Regions from separate parts of the Gossypium hirsutum genome. Here regions 1 and 2 are each linked to region 3. The links are chromatin contacts, called in public Hi-C maps. All regions are on one chromosome and are shown on one strand. The core of a region is the stretch at or near the end of the contact, and the rest is flanking DNA. Distances in the headings are between cores, read along the strand shown. Region 1 holds the start of LOC107963372 (transcription factor MYB102). Region 2 holds the start of LOC107961746. Region 3 holds the start of LOC107938447 (protein SET DOMAIN GROUP 40).

Region 1 (2,700 bases), core at 151-2,650, 220 kb before region 3:
ATATATAGTATATAATAAGATGACTTGTCTGTATAATAATATAATACATATGTGATAAGATATACCAATAGTAAAGAAAAGAAAAAGGACAGAACGTTGCTTCTAACACAGTGATCTTAAGAGAAATTAACTATTAATTAGTAGAAATTTTTACACGTATCGACATGTCTCACTGAATCAAAAAAAGAAAAAAGAAAAACTCTTTTTGGGAGTTATGCATTTGGAATTACATGAAATCATTAACATCCAAAATATCAGGGATTTCCGACTTCAAAATGTTGGTGCAATAGCTTTCTGTTTCGTTTTCAGTGGTGCTGCTACTGTTGAGGTATGCGAAGTCTGAATTCAATGGGGCGGGGCTCGACGAAGGCGTCGACACAACTGACCCCAACCCCAAGCTCTGGTTGCTGTTGATGGAATGGAAATTCGAGGTTTCGATTGAAGGGTCCATTACGGTTTGATAATCCGAGCCGTAATAGTTGTACTGCGGCGGTAGCGGCACGTAATCTTCAGTCAAAATTGAAGGCATAACATAGTCATTGAAATTTGATGGGAATTGGTTCAAGTTGGGTTTCATCACGAGTTGTTGTTCTTCGTTATAAAATGGAACACTACAAGTTGGGGTTTCTTCGACTTGTGCATGGAAATGGTTAGATTGCATCAATGGTTGATATTGGTCAACATTACGAAGAAGCTCAGGGTTAGCAAAAGACTGGATAAGATATTGGTTGTGAAGGAAAGAGAGACCGAGAAGATCCAGTCGAGGAGTATGGGTCACCGGATCGATCCCCATTCGAAGAAGAATTTTTCTAATGTGTGTGTTCCAATAGTTTTTTATTTCGTTATCTGTTCTTCCGGGCAACCGAGCAGCAATGGCAGACCACCTTAAAACATTACAAAACATTAAGGGAAAAAAACACAATAATAGAACTGAAAACAGCAAATAAAGATGTAAACAGAACTTACTTGTTGCCCAATATACTATGTAGCTGAATTATAGTCTCTTCTTCTTCAAAAGAAAACCTTCCTCTCTTGATATCAGGCCTCAAGTAGTTAGTCCATCGAAGACGACAACTCTTTCCACATCTTTGCAACCCTATAATAAAAGATTTTACAAACCCATCAGGCGTGAAGTCCATAAGAAGTACTATAATTCATCCGTAGACAAAACATATGGTGTCCTATCGGTAAATGAATGCTAGAGGTTTACCAGCATTCTTTGGAAGTGTCCTCCAATTTCCATAACCATGTTTTTGAATATAATCAATCAATTTTTTATCTTCTTCAGGAGTCCATGGCCCTTTTTTGAGCCCATTTTTATCACAACAAAGTGCTCTTCCCATGTTTATTGCTTAGTGACAGAGAAGAGAGAAAAATGATGCAGCAGCAAAGAGATGCAGGGTCCCTATAGGTACGTACTTGTATAAATAGGGAGAGAAACCAAAGCAAAAGTCAAATAGATTAGGTACCGTCCTCTGTTTATTACTATGGCAACGTGTCCTCAAATCTTGGCTCCCATATCTTTAAATCTATCAATTACTTTTATTTATTTATTTATTTATTTTAGTTAAACTCATTTTTTTAAGTTGGGTTTATAATTTATGAAATTTTTTTTTTTAAATTTTTGGTTATATCTCCCAACATTATTTTCAAAGTTTTATCTTCTTAAAATATAATATGTATTATCAGTATACTTAATATTTTGTGATATTATTACTTATCTTTTAATAGATCTCAAATTTATCTATCCAAATTTGTTATTAAGTTTAAGTGGTAAAAAAATTTATTCCTTTTAAACAAAGTTTTAATTCTAAGTTTTAAAGATGAAAAAAATAATAATAAATTTTATTTTTAATTTAAAAATTAGATCTAGGTTAACTCTAAAATTAATGTGATTACCATCCAAATTCATAAACTGCAGTCATTTTTTGCCCAACATTATGCGGGAGGAGAGTGTCACTCCTCACTTTCTGGATTCATATTAGCTGTCACCAACATGAAACAGCCACCTGCCCCTTCTTTTCTTCTGGCATAATTTGCATGGCTACAATTTTACCAAGATTGGCTTTGACTTACTATCTCAAAGTCCTTTGATTTTTTTTTTCTTTTAAACATAAGAAATTGCAAATACAAAAAGGAAATATTTTTAAAAAAATTATATTTTAATTTTTTAAAAAGGAAATTGAATTAAAATCGAAAAGCGATTAGTTAATTGTTTTGTCCATTGAAAGCTGCATTGGTAGGCCGATTCTATTGCCCTCACATGAGGGTAATGTGCAATTATTTTAACACTTGAGGGATTCAAGTCAATTACTTATGTGTGTTTTTAATAAATAAATAAGCATTTAATTCGAGGATGATAACAATGGTGTTTGGTATGCATAGAGAGAACAGAAAAAGGGCCCCTCCAATAAATTTCAGGAAAAGGTTTAATTTTCACAATTTAAAATTTGCATCCATAAATATATAATTAATTTTTATCTTATGTGATATGATACATGAATTACTCGTCTATTTTTATAAATTGTTATTATATTGATATTAATATATTATTTAAAATTATTGATGAAACATATTTGAATATATAAACAACTTAAAAAAATATACTTAAGTTTTTTTAAATACAATATAATAAATTTAAAATATTATAAATATAATATATTCATAATGTTATGGATATAATTTATGGGTCAATTATGA
Region 2 (2,700 bases), core at 17-2,516, 190 kb after region 3:
AGGAGTCTTACCAAGTTTAATTTAGCGTTGTTAGCGAAGCAAGGTTGGCGTTTAATTCTTTAGCTAAATTCCTTGTTAGCTAGAACGTTAAAATCTAAATATTATCCATCCATAGATTTTATTAATTCATTCAAGTTTAGGTAATTTACCTTCTTATACTTAGCAAAGCGTGTGGGCTGCAAATGGGCTCTTTCATGAAGGTCTTTGCTAGAGAGTCGGTACGGGGACTTCCATCTCAATCTTGAATGATGCATGGATGCCCAAGGTTGATAACTACGAAATCTTGGATGGTGTGAAAAATCCAAATGCAAGCCTTGTTGTAGATTTGATTGATTTTAATTCTACGAGTTGGAAAATGAGAGCGATTCATAATACCTTTAATGAGAGGGATGCTGCAAACATTCTCAAAATTCCCTTATCACAGTTTAATTCTCGAAATAGTAGACCGATAGAGATGCCCGAAAGATGGGTACATAAAAGTAAACTTTGATGATGAATTTCGAAAGCAGGAAGAAATATCATGTTCTGGAATATTATTAAGAAATTCAAGAAGAAGAGCTATAGCATCAAAAATCACCTTGACTGAGAGGATTCTTTCGCCTTTTGCGGCGGAAACAGTGGCTTGTGTGTTGGCATTGAGGATGTGCTTAGATTTAAATTTACAAAAGCCGGAGGTTGAAAGGAGATTCCCTAACAGTGATAAAGAAAGCAACCAAAGATGGAACAGATTCCTCTAAAATATCGGCCTATATTGAATATGTGAAGAGGTTAAGTAAGGTTTTTCAAAGTTGTACCTTTATGCATGTGAACAGATCGGCCAATGAAGTGGGGCACCAGTTAGCCAGCGGAGGTCTTTGGCAAAAACAATAGGTGTTTTTGAGGTATGGGATCCCAAAGGTTGCGGCAATACTGGTTGAGAGAAACCGTAGCTTACTGGAAGCTCCAGATTGAAACGTGCTCGAAGATGAAGGAATGGGAAGTAGCAAAAGTTTTGTCCATTGCATTCTTAAAGAAGATGAACAGTTTCCCCTAATTTTGTTGCTTCAATCGAAATGGTGTTGGAAAATCCTAGAATCTTTAATTTTTTATGCTTTGTGAAGCGTCTCTAGAAAGATTAGCTGAGCTTATTGTTTCAAAATTTGGGAATCCATTGGCCTGTTTGTTGGCGTGAATGTGTTAATAATTTGGATAACCCAAAGGACTTGTCTTGTGTTTGCTTTTATAAATCCAATATATATTTTGAAAAAAAAATAAAAAGGACATTTAAAGGTTAATTGAGCCCTAAGAAGTCCAAAGCCAACGAAGTAGTGAGTGACACCTTGGAAAAGACCCACGGTGCTTTTCAATGCCCCAAGATCATCTCTCTCTCTTTTCCCTTTCCACCACTTTCTATTGTTCTTATCCAATTTCTCACTGGATGAGCTGTTCTTAACTTCCATCACTTTGATCTTCAATCAACAAGACTAAAAAAATTAATGGTTGAAATCGGTAATAAATTTTTATAAATTTTATTTAATTAATATAGAAATAAGTTGAATATATATTACATATTTTAACCTGTTGGATCCAATTGTGATAACATTGGCTTTTCTTTGAGGATTAGTATGATTTTGAGAAAAAATATCTTAAAATACAAAGAATTTTAAACTAATGGAAAGCAAACAAATCTCATATGAGGAAACTTCCAAAATCAAACTTAGACATCCAGTTGTCCTTATCCACTTATCTCCAATCTCCATCTCTTTGTCAGTCTCCTAATCATTAAGGAAAGCTTTAGACGCGTTTTCCCTCTTCGTCCTATCTAATATCTATATATATATATATCCACTCTCAATCTACACTTGAAATACTTTGAAAACAATCTTTTCCTTTGTAGTTTGGGATATTTATAAGGTTGTGACTGATGCAGGGGATGAAAGAGCAGTCATCCAAGTGTGAATCTCTCAAGGATTCTTCTTCTTGGTGTTCCTCTAAGCAAGCAAGGCGTCATCTCAATGCAGTTAACTCCGAGGGTTTCAAGGCTGCCAACATCGATAGGTTGAAATAGGCCGAAGAGTCTCTCAGAACTGTCATGTACTTGAGTTGCTGGGGTCTTAACTAACCAAAATCTTTACCCTCAGGTTGTTAAAATTCTTACATGTACATAGCTTGTTTATAAGGAAATATAAATATATGCAGTGTGAGGATTTTAGAGCCCTACTGTCAATCTTTCTCCCCTGACAAGTAATGTAATCAGTTCATGATTTCTATCTCTAATTTCGATTTTTAGGGGTTAAATTAGCACTAATGAACCCGACATTTGACCTAATTAAAAATGTTTCTGAAGATTAGTATTACACCTCATGCCTGACGTAGCATGCTTATCCTTTCTCTTGCAATAATGTTGACATGACTTAACAAAAAATTAATCCACTCACATGGTAAGAACTTCTTACTTAGTTTGAATTCTAAACGAGGGAAATGAAGGAATGCATTTTGTTGTGGGAAATGTAGCGATCCATTCTCTTATAAAAAGCTTATGGATTATGTTCATTTTACCTCAATATAATTTTAGTTTAGCAATATTTTTTAAAAGAGTTTTTAAAAAATATTTGGAAAATATTTTTGAAAATTTTAATTTAAGATTTAAATATTTAGTATTACTGTCAAAAAGAATTTTTAAGAAATAAAATATCTATTTTAGACATGGTGTTATAAAGT
Region 3 (2,707 bases), core at 60-2,559:
CACTAATCTGTAACCCCTAAAACAAAAATTATTAAAAATTATGGTTATACAATATATTAAACATTTTCTTATATAATCGTAGAAAGAGATAGTATTGAATTTAAAATATTGAATTAATTATCATTACAGTTTAAGGTTTATGGTTTAAGATATATGGTTTAAGGTTTAAGGTTTGGGAGTTAATTAGTATTTGAAGGTTTAAGATGAATTATGGGTTTAGAGATTATGGTTTAGGGTTTAGGGTTAGAGTTTAAGGTGTAAGGGTTTGGGGTTAAGGGTTTAAGGTTTAGTGTTTAGTGTTTAGTGTTTATGGGATAGGGGTTAAGAGGCTTAGGGTTTAGATTAATTAGTATTTTTTAATTTATATATTAAACGATTTCTTATATAATTGTAAAAGAGATAATATTAATTTGGATATATTAAACTTATGATTATAGTTTAAATTATTTAAGAGATAATAGATAAACTTTATATATATATATTAAATGGTTCAAGATTTAATCTAAAAATATTTTGATATATTAAAATAATTCAATTCAAATTAATTCCTCTACACTTAATTTATTTAAGTTAAATTTAAACTTAAAATTTAGTCCTTATATTTGAATTTGATTAGTTTTAGTCCCTGTATTTTTCAAATCGATCAATTTTATCTTTTGTACTTTTCAAAATTTAAAATTTTAGTCATGATCACTCAAATGATAGCAATTATATATGTTTGGTTAAATTCTGCTATTAGTCTTGGTATTGTGCGTAAAGTTGTAGGTTGAGTTTATGTTATCCAATTAGATCATTCTTGGTCCCTATACTTTTCGAATTTTGAAATTTTAATTTTGATACAAATGACAATCGTTAAATTCGTAATTGGCTTTTTGTGAGTAATATGTTTGTTACATTAGATTTTAGAAATAGCAAAACTTAATGAATTCAATAGCTACCATTTAATTAATACTACAATTTCAAAATTTCAAAATTACAATGACTAAAAATAACAAAATTAAAATAAAATGACTAAATCCACAACTTACATATAATTCAATGACTAATAGAAAAAAAATAATTAAAAATATTTAACTTGTTTATATTTAAAAAATTAATAAATATCAAATGAAGATAACATGTATATATTTATAAAAAAAAATTAAAACAATGTCATTAGGTTTAAGTAATTTTACCTTAAGTATTTATAAATATGATGTGTTTTAAGTAAAATTTAATTGGAGATTTAAGGGGTTAGCGGCCTTTTTTTCCGCAAAAAAACATAATTGTTTAACTTAAACAAGATCCTTTTCCTTTCTAAAATGTTTTCTTTTTCTCATGCGCGACACTAAAAACCTCTAATTTCTTCCCTTAAAATCAATATCCTCAAAACACCCCCAATCTCACCCCTCCGTTGCCCTTTTCACTAAAGAAACTCTCCAACAGCAGCATCTCCATTGTCTAGGTGTCTCTTGCTTCCCTGGCACTGGAGGAAGAGGTGTGGCTGCTCTCTGGCCGATTAGCAAAGGAGAGTTGCTTCTTAAAGTTCCAAAATCTGCCTTAATCACAACTGACTCTCTTCTTTCAAGAGATGAAACTTCGTCTCTTGCACTCAAATCCCATCCTTCTCACTCTTCTACCCAGGTTTGCTTTTGTGTTTCAGTATTCGGTATATGTTTTAATCTGCGTTTCAACCAAACACAACGACTGGACTAAAGTAATTTGCCTATTTTCATTTGCAAGGCAGGTATTCACTGTTTGTTTGTTATATGAAATCAATAAAGGAAAGGCTTCTCCATGGCACCCTTATTTTCTGCACTTGCCTCGTAGTTATTCCATACTCGCCACTTTCGGTGAACTTAAAACGCAAGCCTTGCAAGTTCTGTCTCTTATTTTACCTCTTTTGCTTTTGCTTTTGCTTTCTCACATTTCCTTCGCTTGTATTTCTTTTTTTCTTTTTTTTTTCTTTCTAACCTTGCTATTTATCTCGTTCTTAGGTGGATTATGCCATCTGGGCTGCTCAGAAAACTGTCACAAAAGCTAAATACGAGTGGGAACAAGCCTTCACTCTCATGAAGGAACTTAAGTTTAAGCCTCTACTTCTCACTTTCAGGGCTTGGATTTGGGCTACTGGGACTGTAAGTTCACAGTGTTTATGCTTCTCTGGGTTTTTCTTTTTCGGTTTTTATTTATGTTGGATAGCTTCAACTTAGACTATTATGCACATTTCACCCGCATGCGTATGGATAAATATCTGGATAAACAAGCATACATGGGCTCCTAATTTATCTTCTCGTGTCTCTACTTAACATTTTCCTACATATTATTGCTTTGATAAAGGTTCAGATTATTGCTCGGGACAAAATATCGCAGACTTCCGGAAATATATGTTATTTATGCAAACATTTCTTAGTAGGAGGAGATTAAAATTTTGGAGTGTCAAACAAATAAGACTGTTTGAAAAGTTCAGAATTGGAACGAACTACTGCTTTAAAGTATCTGTATGGATGGTTACGTCATCACCTAGAGTATGGTACTCTTGCGCCACTGGAGCTTGCTAATTCTTTGTATTATGCATATGTAAGTACACTAGGGTATAATTCTTTGTTTATTTTTTGTTAGTTTTTTTCTTTTGGACAATGCCTTGATATTGCAATCTTGTTTGAGTGTAAGCTGCTTCCTCTAATGTTACTGTGGGATAGTTTGCTTATGTTGTGAATGCTGTGAT

What was found. A called contact is a pair of places that touch in the nucleus more often than the background predicts.
Region 1: a contact with region 3 is called in a Hi-C map of leaf, with 5 times the contacts expected there. The contact joins the promoter of LOC107963372 here to the promoter of LOC107938447 in region 3. A contact is called at or near these places in 3 of 34 Hi-C or Micro-C datasets (all in leaf).
Region 2: a Hi-C map of leaf shows a contact between it and region 3, with 3 times the contacts expected there. The contact joins the promoter of LOC107961746 here to the promoter of LOC107938447 in region 3. A contact is called at or near these places in 3 of 34 Hi-C or Micro-C datasets (hypocotyl and leaf).

Annotation. Positions count from the first base shown.
Region 1 is chrA06:92,920,723-92,923,422 of Gossypium_hirsutum_v2.1, reverse strand. It overlaps LOC107963372 (transcription factor MYB102), which reads right to left and starts at 1,400. Exons shown (of 3, transcript XM_016899916.2): 1 at 1,211-1,400; 2 at 967-1,096; 3 at 61-884. The coding sequence starts at 1,343. The coding sequence ends at 227.
Region 2 is chrA06:92,509,034-92,511,733 of Gossypium_hirsutum_v2.1, reverse strand. It overlaps LOC107961746, which reads right to left and starts at 1,266. Exons shown (of 6, transcript XR_005928428.1): 1 at 795-1,266; 2 at 150-690.
Region 3 is chrA06:92,702,162-92,704,868 of Gossypium_hirsutum_v2.1, reverse strand. It overlaps LOC107938447 (protein SET DOMAIN GROUP 40), which reads left to right and starts at 1,309. Exons shown (of 6, transcript XR_001694916.2): 1 at 1,309-1,623; 2 at 1,727-1,858; 3 at 1,977-2,117; 4 at 2,326-2,559.